Regions from separate parts of the Mus musculus genome. Here region 2 is linked to region 1. Evidence: chromatin contacts called from public Hi-C data. All regions are on one chromosome and are shown on one strand. The core of a region is the stretch at or near the end of the contact, and the rest is flanking DNA. Distances in the headings are between cores, read along the strand shown.

Region 1 (5,196 bases), core at 1,581-4,080:
TAAATTTTAGAGTTGTCACTGACCTGACTATTCCGCATACATCTCAATACAGCAAGAGTCCAGATTTTCTATCATATTTCAATCTCAGGTCCCCTAGATGTCTGCTGGAGGATGAGACTGATATTCTCTCTCTCTCTCTCTCTCTCTCTCTCTCTCTCTCTCTCTCTCTCTCTCCCTCCCTCTGCCCCTCCCTCCACCCCTCCCTGCCTCCTTCTCTTTTGACAGCTGAATTCTTCTTTTTTTAATATTTTTATTAGGTATTTTCCTCATTTACATTTCCAATGCTATCGCAAAAGACCCCCATAACCTCCCCCCACTCCCCTACCCACCCACTCCCACTTCTTGGCCCTGGCGTTCCCCTGTACTGAGGCATATAAAGTTTGCATGACCAATGGGCCTCTCTTTCCAGGCCATCTTTTGATACATATGCAGCTAGAGTCAAGAGCTCCGGGGTACTGGTTAGATCATAATGTTGTTCCACCTATAGGGTTGCAGATCCCTTTAGCTCCTTGGGTACTTTCTCTAGCTCCTCCATTGGGGGCCCTGTGATCCATCCAATAGCTGACTGTTAGCATCCACTTATGTGTTTGCTAGGCCCTGACATAGTCTCACAAGAGACAGCTGATATGTACTCACTGATAAGTGGATATTAGCCCAGAAACTTAGAATGCCCAAGATATTAGTTACAATTTGCAAAACACAGGAAACTCAAGAAGAACGAAGACCAAAGAGTAGACACTTTGCCCCTTCTTAGAATTGGGAACAAAACACCCATGGAAGGAGTTACAGAGACAAAGTTTGGAGCTGTGACGAAAGGATGGACCATCTAGAGACTGCCATATCCAGGGATCCATCCCATAATCAGCTTCCAAACGCTGACATCATTGCATATGCTAGCAAGATTTTGCTGAAAGGACCCAGATAGAGCTGTCTCTTGTGAGACTATGCCGGGACCTAGCAAACACAGAAGTGGATGCTCACAGTCAGCTATTGGATGGATCACAGGGCCCCCAATGGAGGAGCTAGAGAAAGTACCCAAGGAGCTAAAGGGATCTGCAACCTTATAGGTGGAACAACATTATGAGCTGAATTCTTCTTATTCTCCTTTTTTCACCCACCGAAACAAGTCAGACTAAGCCTAAAGACCATACAAAATTACACCGGGAAAATTGGGAGTTTGAATTCATTGCTAGAAAAATAGCATTTCAATAAGAATTTATTTTAAGGCTTGGATCTCTGAGTGCTGATTACTCCCTTTAAAAAATATAGAAAAAAATAGGTTGTTAAGTTAGTATGTCTCAAGGGTGATAAAGCTTTGTATCTTTACATTGTACCCTAGAATTGAGGAGAAACACTATACTATCACCATGTCAGAGCTAACAATTAGATTCTTATACTAGCAAAGAGAAGAGATAAAACAATGGTTACTTTGTAATTATATACACTGAGTTTTGTTTATCTTAATTAGTTTCTCTCTCTTTCTCTCTCTCTCTCCCTTATTCTCTCTCTCTCTCTCTCTCTCTCTCTCTCTCTGTGTGTGTTTGTGTGTGTGTGTGTGTGTGTGTGTGTGTGTATGTGCTTGTGTGTGTGAGTGTTTGTAAGAGACAGAAAAAGAAAAATAAAGAGGGGGGAGGAGGGAGGAACAAAGGGAAGAAGGGAGAAAGGGAGGGAGGGAGAGAGAGAGAGAGAGAGAGAGAGAGAGAGAGAGAGAGAGAGAGAGATTCATGCCATAGCACAAGTCAAGAGATGGACAACATTTTGGAGTTGATTTATTTCTATTTTGTGTGTCCTTAGAGATTTGACTTCCTTTGATAATTGAACTCAGATTGTCAAATCAAATTCTAGCTAGTAGACTTGGTGCCTGGTATTTCTACGCACTGAATCTTTTGGTTGGCTTAAACTTCCTGTTCTAATCAAGTCTAGGGAACCTGGGTGAATAAGGAGACCTGAAAATGCATTAGCTTAAATTGAATTGTACATCTGGCTCAGAGCCATTCAAAGCCAGTGTCTCTGACCTTGGCCTCCCTTCTTTAGTTTGCATCCCTTCACCTGGACAGATTGTTTCAAGAAGGGGAATCAGGGAAAAGGAGAAGGGAGACTTTTAAGTAGGCCTCATTTGAACTTCACCTATGTGCCAGCTTTATCGATATAGCTCCCTAACGAGGAGCTAAGGAGTTGAGGTTATTGAGCACATTTGCTGATGTTGTCTCCCTCTGAGGAAGTAGAGCTGAATTGCCAGTGCAAAGATCCAGCTACTGCTGCTTTTAAGTAGACAGTCCTTACACAAATACGTGCTCTGGGGGGTTATGGATACACAGTTCCTATCCTGTGTATTAAGCACAATGTTCTGAGAATTTCAGCAGCTGCCTCCTAAAGCTGTATGGAAGACATGCGCAAAGGAGGTATTCTCTGCAGGCCCAGAGCCCAGGTCATACCTGCAGTATCTTTTCTGAGAAATCTGCCGTATTGACTTGTGATTGGGGAATTTTGATCCAGGTACCCTTTATGGCACACTAGGGACAGTTTGTCTTTAAGTTGATTTGAGGAATGTACAGGAGTAGAAATGTTTCAATGAGTGAATTTTAGTAGGCATTTTATACTTAGATAGCAAAGTGCATTACTTCACTTAGAGCACTGATATTCATTTCTTTGAAAGCCAGGTACTTCTCAGCTCAGCAGAATATTTTCTTCATTAGCCTCAGCTGAACTGGAGAGCCAAGCTGCTTCTATGCCGAGCAATGTAGGTGAGATTTCCCCAGCATACCACCATGTACCCAGGAGACAAGCAGAAGCTAGGTATCCAGTCATGAACTACATCTGTGTATGCTCACAGAAACTTAGCTCATTTCTTGGCAGTTACATAAGCTCTCATCGTCAAAGGCACCAAATTGGCACTTGCTTGGAAATAGCTTGGAATTGTGTCTGGTTTTATCTGTGTTCCTTGCATCTAAAGAGATAGACTCTACCTAAAATAAAAACTGGAGGAATCTTTAAGAGATGGAGTTTCAAAACTGATTTTCATCTGTTTATATTTTAAAAGGCCCTTTCCTCATTAAAATTTGAAATGATAATGAGTTTTAAAAATAAGAAATCAGGAGCTAGAGAGATGGCTGAGAGGTTAAGCAGACTGACTGCTCTCCCAGAGGTCCTGAGTTCAATTTCCAGCAACCACATGTGGCTCACAACCATCTGTAATGGGATCTGTTGCCCTCTTCTGGTGTGTCTGAAGAAAGCCACAGTGTACTCATGAACATTAAATGAGTAAGTAAGTAAAGAAAGAAATAAATAAGCAAAAGAGAAAAAGGGAAAAATGAAGTGAATCATGGGTGCAATTTAATCAGGAATTTTTTACTCTGTTTCTATGCCAATTCATAAGAAATATAATAGGAAAAAAGAGTATTTTTGTCTACAATATATTCTGATTATCAATAACTTTAAATTTCTCAGTCCCCTATTATCAGTTTCTGAGTCCTAGGATTTTCACTGTACACAACATATTAGGCTTTTGCCATATGGAATATTAAACTTTGGAGTTTGTGAATGTTAGGCAGGCTCTCCACCAACTGAAACACACTGCCAACCTTATTTGCATTCATTAAACATGGGAAATGGTAGTTATGTTTTGTCTATTAGTGGCCCTTTAATGAACTCAAAATAGCTGCGGTTTGAGTAGGCACATCCAGCTGAATATTGCCTTGAAGAAAGTACATCTTAGAGCTAGAAATATGTCACAGAGATTAAGAACACTTGCTGTTTTCTGTACAGGATCCAAGTTCAGTCCCTATGTAACAACTCATAACCCACTGAAAATCTACTTCTAGCCATGAAGTAGACTTTCGTGAGAATCACCCATATGTTTATGCAAGTGACATAAATGAATAAACTACATTCTTAAAGGTTACAAGAAAATGCAGAAGCTATATATTGGTCAGTTGGTCAAAACTTTTCAAAATAATTGGATCAAGAAAAACATGGTTTGAAGGTGTCTCTAGCCTGTGCACTGTGCTTAGTCGTCTCTCTTTCAAGGGTATTTAATTAATTCCAACTTTTTAAAAAACGGTATAAACCCCATTCACTAAATGTTATTAAGGAACACAGCCTCAGAGACATCTAAGTTTATGGTTTGTTGTCTCGAAAATATTACTTTATTAAGTTTGGAAGTACATAAAATAATTCCCAACAAGGCTAATTAATGTAGCTCATTATAGGATCCTGGAGGCCTGAACTATCAGACACGAGCGTCTCAACCATTCTGGAGCTTTCCAGATTTGCTTTCCATACTGCTCAGAACTAATTAAGCATCTCCCCTTCTGGCATAATTTACATCATTGCTCTTCTTTAGGAAATGTTTTATGTCCCCAAAGTGAGGCTAAATCGGTCAGATAAACACAACAAAGTTGTGAGATTGTAAAGACTGGGGATTTATTAGGCATCAACACTGGTACTGTGAAGTTTGCTGTGGATTTTATCCAGAGAATGATGAGTTGAAAAATTAAATGACATGTTTAAGGCAAGTAATAAATAAATTCATCATATATTATATGTGATATTATCTATATATTTAGATATTATTTATGTAATTTTATAAAATATGTATTGTTTTACAATATATTGTAATATATACATACATATATATTACAAATAATAATTAAGCAGACATGTATCTAATATAACTGTGAGCAAATGGCTTGTTTTGCCTTGTGGGAAATTTTCTGTCAGTCTAGAAAGTTGTGAAATTTCCTACCATCCAGACTTGTAACCAGCTTCCTGCCAGGCTGATTCAAGAAGGCTGTGAGTTGAAATATAGCCCAGGATACACAGAGGAGCTCAAGATCAGCCTGGTCATCTCCGTTATTCACTTCATTAAACTGAAAACTTGAAAAGAAATCAGGGAATATAGGTCTGTGGTAGAATGATCACATACCATGCGAGGGGCTTAGGGTTCAGCCCCCAGCACTGAAAAGTTTTCCCACACATGGAGAGAAAAACAGAGACATAGAAAAACATAGACACAGAGACAGACAGAGACACAGAGAAACTGTCAGGCAAAGGGACACAAAATGCGCTCTCTTTTATTTCTAACATATTCAGGGTCTCTAGTACCATTGTGATGCTTGCAGATATTGTCCACTTTAAGGCCCACCTTGTGACTTTTATAAGATTCTCTTAGAATGTCTGTTTCCATGTGTCCTTTGC
Region 2 (5,180 bases), core at 1,737-4,236, 230 kb before region 1:
CTTTGATTATCTTTCAGCCGTTAAGACATGATATCCTTGCAACCAACCTACTTTCCATTACTGATAAATGAGCCTGGTGATGTATTATTTTAATAGGATAAAGATTTCTGAAGACTGTTACTCTACTTCAGATATTCCTGCCTGCAGAAACTGGAGCAACAGTGTGCTTCAAGTCTTTTGATTTGGACTCTGAGCTATTCCTCACATTTCCTGCCTTCATCCTTCTCCATCTAAATCATCCTGCTCCACATCACCACCTTCTCCTTCCAGGCCACTACATCAGGTTCTCTGTCTCCTTTCACACTTGGTGTTCCATATCATTCTACCCAACTGGAACACGCATCACCCATACATGCATATATACATCCATACATGCGTTAAATTAGTTACTCTTCTATACATAATGTTTAAATGATTTCTGATTGCACTCCACATAAAATACAATCTACTGAACATCACCCATGGAGCTAAGTGGGATTTAAGCACTTATACCATGCTTTGGGAGCAAGCGCATCCTGAGTGACTTTGACTTGCTCACTTTTCTTCAAAGCTTTCCCAGCTTTGGAATGGCCGTGAAGTGCTCATTCATAAACAAATACTCATACTCAGACATAGGCCCATGGAGTTTTGATTGCTGATCAGCCCTTAGCCCATGGTTTTGACTCTACAGACTCATAGAGGGCTTTTTTGTTGTGTATCTAATGCATAATAGGAGTCCTCTCTAGATTCTGTATGTTCATTTTCCTCATAGCCCTTCTCATCACGTGGAACTGTCCATTTCACTGCCTGATTCCCAGTGAGCGTTTTGTAAGTAGGCACTGTTTGTGTCCTGTGTGCAGCCTTTTATAGTATGTGATTCAAATTGGTGCTCGAGAAACCCATGAGCACTGAGATTTTGGAGGGTGAGTTTGCATTGTTTGCTCCTAGCATCCCTGTGACCAATGATCTTTACCAGGTGGTTCTCATTCAGCAGAAGTCTGCTGTTGATTTGTGTTGTGTTCTTCCTGTCTCACTGGCACCATATCTTAGGTCTCTGGGATATCTGCTCTTTCAAAGTCATCATGAATAAGTAGAATTCATTTTCAGTTTGACTTTGGTGATTCCTTCTCTCAGTGTCTCTGTCAGCATCATCTACCCAGGTGTCCTCAATATGCTGTTGAACTGTCTGCTACCTTTGTTCTTGTAGCTTTCAATAGAATGGAAACACACCACTCTGTATACCTATGTCAGTTTATGTTAGCTGAATATCTAAACACTTCTACCTCTGTACCTGGCACAAAAAATAAACCTGGTTAAGAAGTAATCTCCACACTTTGTCTTGCTCCTGGTTTGTCCGATCCTAGAAGTTGTATTAAGCCATGAATTCAAGTCTTCGGGTCACTGGATACCTCCCTGCTGAGATGAAAAAGGAAAATGTTGTTGACACAGCCTATCATCTTATGACTTCTTTATGCTAATTCTACCCTGCACATAGCTTTCTGGTTGCAAGGGGACCTCTTAAACTTTTCTTAGAATTTAAGTCTTCTCCTGTTCCGTTTGTGTGTCTAAACCATGTAGAACTCTAAAACGTGTAGGACTTCCAGTCTGCTGCAATCACCTATTTCAACTCAGATTGGCTTGGCCTCTGCAGAGAAGCCTTTACTTCTAGCCCTGCCATTTAGCAGGGTGATGTTGAGCCATTTGGTCCTCATACCCTGTAAAACCACTGAGACTTCTATATTCAGCCGTTCTTAAAAAGTACTTAGTTTTAGGGAGGATGGACTATAATTTAGTACTGTAAAATTGTTTAATATCTGCCTTTTCTAATATTCTGGAACAATACATCCATATTAAGAATTTGTTAAATATCAATTTAATTAAAGTCTACCTTTTTTTTTATTGAGTTCTGCTCAGTTATATGGGGCTGCTTGCAGTCATTTAGATGTATACTTGTAAGATATTTTTACTTATGAATTTTTGAGTGATAGGTCATAAGTTGATAGCAAATGATATATATGATTAGAATTTAGAAAAATCCCTTTACAATCTGGTGGTGGTGGTGCAGGTCTTTAATCTCAACACTTAGGAGGCAGAGACAGGTGGATCTTTGAGTCTCTGAGTTCCAGAACATCCTGGTCTACAGAGTGAGTTCTAAGACAGCCAGAGGTACACAGAAAATCCCTCTCTCAAATAAATAAATAAATAAATAAATAAATAAATAAATAAAACCCAAAATCCTAAAAAAGGAAAAGAAGAAAGAAAAGAAAATCCTATAATAAATAGAATTTTTTTCTTTAAAGTAATAATAAGCTAAAGGTTCTATGTCCTGAATGTTGCTCTTCATATAATAATGATCTGATTTTAGTGGATTGAAGCAATTCAAGAGTCTCAAAATTCATTTTATTTTCATAAAATATGAACATCTGCAATAAACAAGTAAATGACTGAGTCACAACAAATCAAAAGCATGTCCTGCTAAGCAGTAAACAGATATTTAGGAACAAGGAGAGGGAGGCTTTGTGGGTATCATTGCTTCAGTACCCATACGTTCACTGGCAGCCCCACATCCTGCAGAAATGGCCCTTGGTCTTGCAAACTTTATATGCCCCAGTACAGGGGAATGCCAGGGCCAAGAGGTGGGAGGGGGTGGGTAGGGGAGCAGGGCGGCTGGAGGGGGGGGGAGGGTATAAGGGACTTTCGGGATGGCATTTGAAATGTAAATGAAGAAAATATCTAATAAAAAATTGAAAAAAAAGAAATGCTAACATTCTCTTGTTGCTTATTCCTGCATGTGTGTGTGTGTGTGTGTGTTTGTGTGTACGCGTGTGCATAAGAAATGAGTGTCAGATGTCTTTCTCAATTGCTTCCCTTACAGGTAGCTTCAATATCAAGGACATTTTTGACAGGTGGTGTCTCACTGAACCTGTATCTCACAGATTAGGGTAGACCTGCTGGCCAGCAAGCTCCCAGGATCCTCCTGTCTTTGACTAACACAGTGCTGGGTTTGTGCATATGTGCCTCTCTGGCTGGCTTTTATGTCACTGCTGAGTATCTTAACACTCTGCCCACTGCTCTGTTTCTCCAGCCCTTGTTGTCTCCCTGCAGAAGCGTGTTCTTGCCCTGCTGAGCTAACAGAGATTTTTTTTTCAGTCCCTAGAAGACTTTCTGAAGCTTCTCACGCGAGCCTCCTTAATCTGTTTTTCAACTAAAAATAAAGAAAGAAAGAATTGTAAGAGGAAAGTAGCATATATCAAAATAGGAGTTGATTCTATTTCTAAACTTATTCACATGATTGCTGTTAACCAGAATATAGGCAATATTCAGTTTTCACCATTTTAAAAACCTGGGCCCCATGAGAGTATGAATAGCATTCTGTCTCCTGCATTGGTGCTCATATCTAGGATTTTGATTTAAAGAACAAATATCTCAAGAGATAGCATTTTCATGTTAGCAGTCACTGTTATATATTTTTGCAAATGTCTTCTAGGTTTGGAGTAATCTATTTCCATATATCTTTTCTGTAGAAATATTTCTGGTTCTTAAATTTCATGAATTCTCTCACCTTGAAGCTGCTGGATGTAAGAGTAACCGTGGAAATAAAACCTGCAAGAATTTTTTCAAACTAGACATGACATTTGGGTGGTTCTCTCCGGTCATCAGAGAGAGAATCTGGGTTGATTTCCCAAAATACATTTGCAAATTCTACAGGTAACAAACATTTGTTTATATGATCAGATCTGGGTCGGTTTTTCATGCCACCAAAGCTACAGTCAAACTGAATCTTCCTCTGCATGTTCTTACAGGAACAGTCCAATTTTATTTCTTACATGGAAATAGGCACTCTCTAAAATAACTTAGCACATTGCAGAAGATGGTAATGACACTTTTCAGGCAATTAAAATCAACCCGAACAATATAGCTAGTGATCTGATCTGATGTATGTTGCTCACTTGGCCTGGCCCCATCCCTGAATGTAAAGCAGCAGAGAGTGGCTGATTACCAGACATCAGCCCTAATTCTGGTGAATATTCGAGAGCTGTAGAATACAGATAAGGCCTATTTGTTCCAGAGTGGGGTGTGCCTGACAACACTTCCTTCCCTTTTCCCTCCTTATCCCCTCTACCTATAGAAACACTTACATTTGTATGTATTAGACAGTTTAAGTCATTTTTCTCTGCACCTCTCCGTGAATACTTGCTAGGGTTCTTTTTTTCTTTTAAGTACAGCTAAGTGAAAGCTTTTTGTATAGCTGCATGACTTTAAAACTTGAACACCAAAGATTCTCTTTCCCATTCCATTAAATAAAAACGTTCGCTTTCGCCATGTGAAGAGAACCATATTCATATTTAGTGTTACTTTATTGGACTATTGCTTGGATATTTAGCAGCGTTTTCTTATGCTCAGTCATTTTGATAGTGTTTAGTAGCATTATTGGATTTGAAAATGACAGAATGCTCAATATATGAGGATTGTGTGTGTGTGTGTGTGTGTGTGTGTGTGTGTGTGTGTGTGTGATGAAACCCATCACATATGGTGTGAAGATGCTCACAGTAGCATGCATATTTGCATCTGATGGAAATTTTTGGAATGTGAGACTTGGCTCCTTTTAATTGAACAGCATCATGATTGTTGCTGTGAGATCCTTGAATAATATCTTTTGTTCTTTTTGTAGAAATTATACTTGAGGTCTGTCTCCTGAATCTTGACTTTTTATTCTTCAAATCTTATAACACGATAGTGTTCTTGTTTTTTTTTTTTTTTTTTTTTTTCTTTCTACCCAGTGTTGATCTTCAGATGTCTGCCACTCCAGTTCACACACATACTTAGGCATATACATGGGTACACAAACAATGCGCAGGCTAGAGATAAGAGTGAGCTGATGTTAATTCCAAATCATAACATTTCTAAGGCAAGAGGTACAGACATTTTAAACTGTCCAGACAGAAGAAATTCATGTCGAATGTTGAGGTGACATACTGGATCATTTCGGGATTCAAACAACCCCATGGTGTTTAAAGTGAGTCAATTTCTACTTCTTAATTATTTTTCCTCCCCTCCAGCTAACTCTCCCCTTCCTTTCCATTTTTAGCTTTTCTTTCTTTAGGGTCAAATTTTAAATCACACCTTCTGTACTGACCCCCCTAGAGGATTAGTTCTTTGAGTTGGCTCCTATTGAACATATTGCCCATGTTTGTTTGTAC

The links. A called contact is a pair of places that touch in the nucleus more often than the background predicts.
Region 2: a Hi-C map of cortical neurons shows a contact between it and region 1, with 1.8 times the contacts expected there. The contact joins two enhancer-like sites. A contact is called at or near these places in 5 of 484 Hi-C or Micro-C datasets (cerebral cortex, cortical neurons, forebrain and 1 more) and 1 of 115 datasets of contacts at active chromatin or transcription factors (neural progenitor cells).

The regions. Positions count from the first base shown.
Region 1 is chr6:102,324,560-102,329,755 of GRCm38.p6, reverse strand. All of the region lies in intron 4 of Cntn3 (contactin 3), which reads left to right. All of the region lies in intron 4 of 4930587E11Rik (RIKEN cDNA 4930587E11 gene), which reads right to left. Among named protein-coding and RNA genes, the nearest start is that of Gm38870, 27 kb to the left of the region's middle. Within about 2 kb of position 2,830, at least 5 of the 459 cell types and tissues checked have an H3K27ac peak or open chromatin away from gene starts, as enhancers often do. A contact at or near this core is called in cortical neurons, where this site is marked.
Region 2 is chr6:102,555,572-102,560,751 of GRCm38.p6, reverse strand. It overlaps a transcript of Cntn3 not described here. Among named protein-coding and RNA genes, the nearest start is that of Cntn3, 93 kb to the right of the region's middle. Within about 2 kb of position 2,986, at least 18 of the 459 cell types and tissues checked have an H3K27ac peak or open chromatin away from gene starts, as enhancers often do. A contact at or near this core is called in cortical neurons, where this site is marked.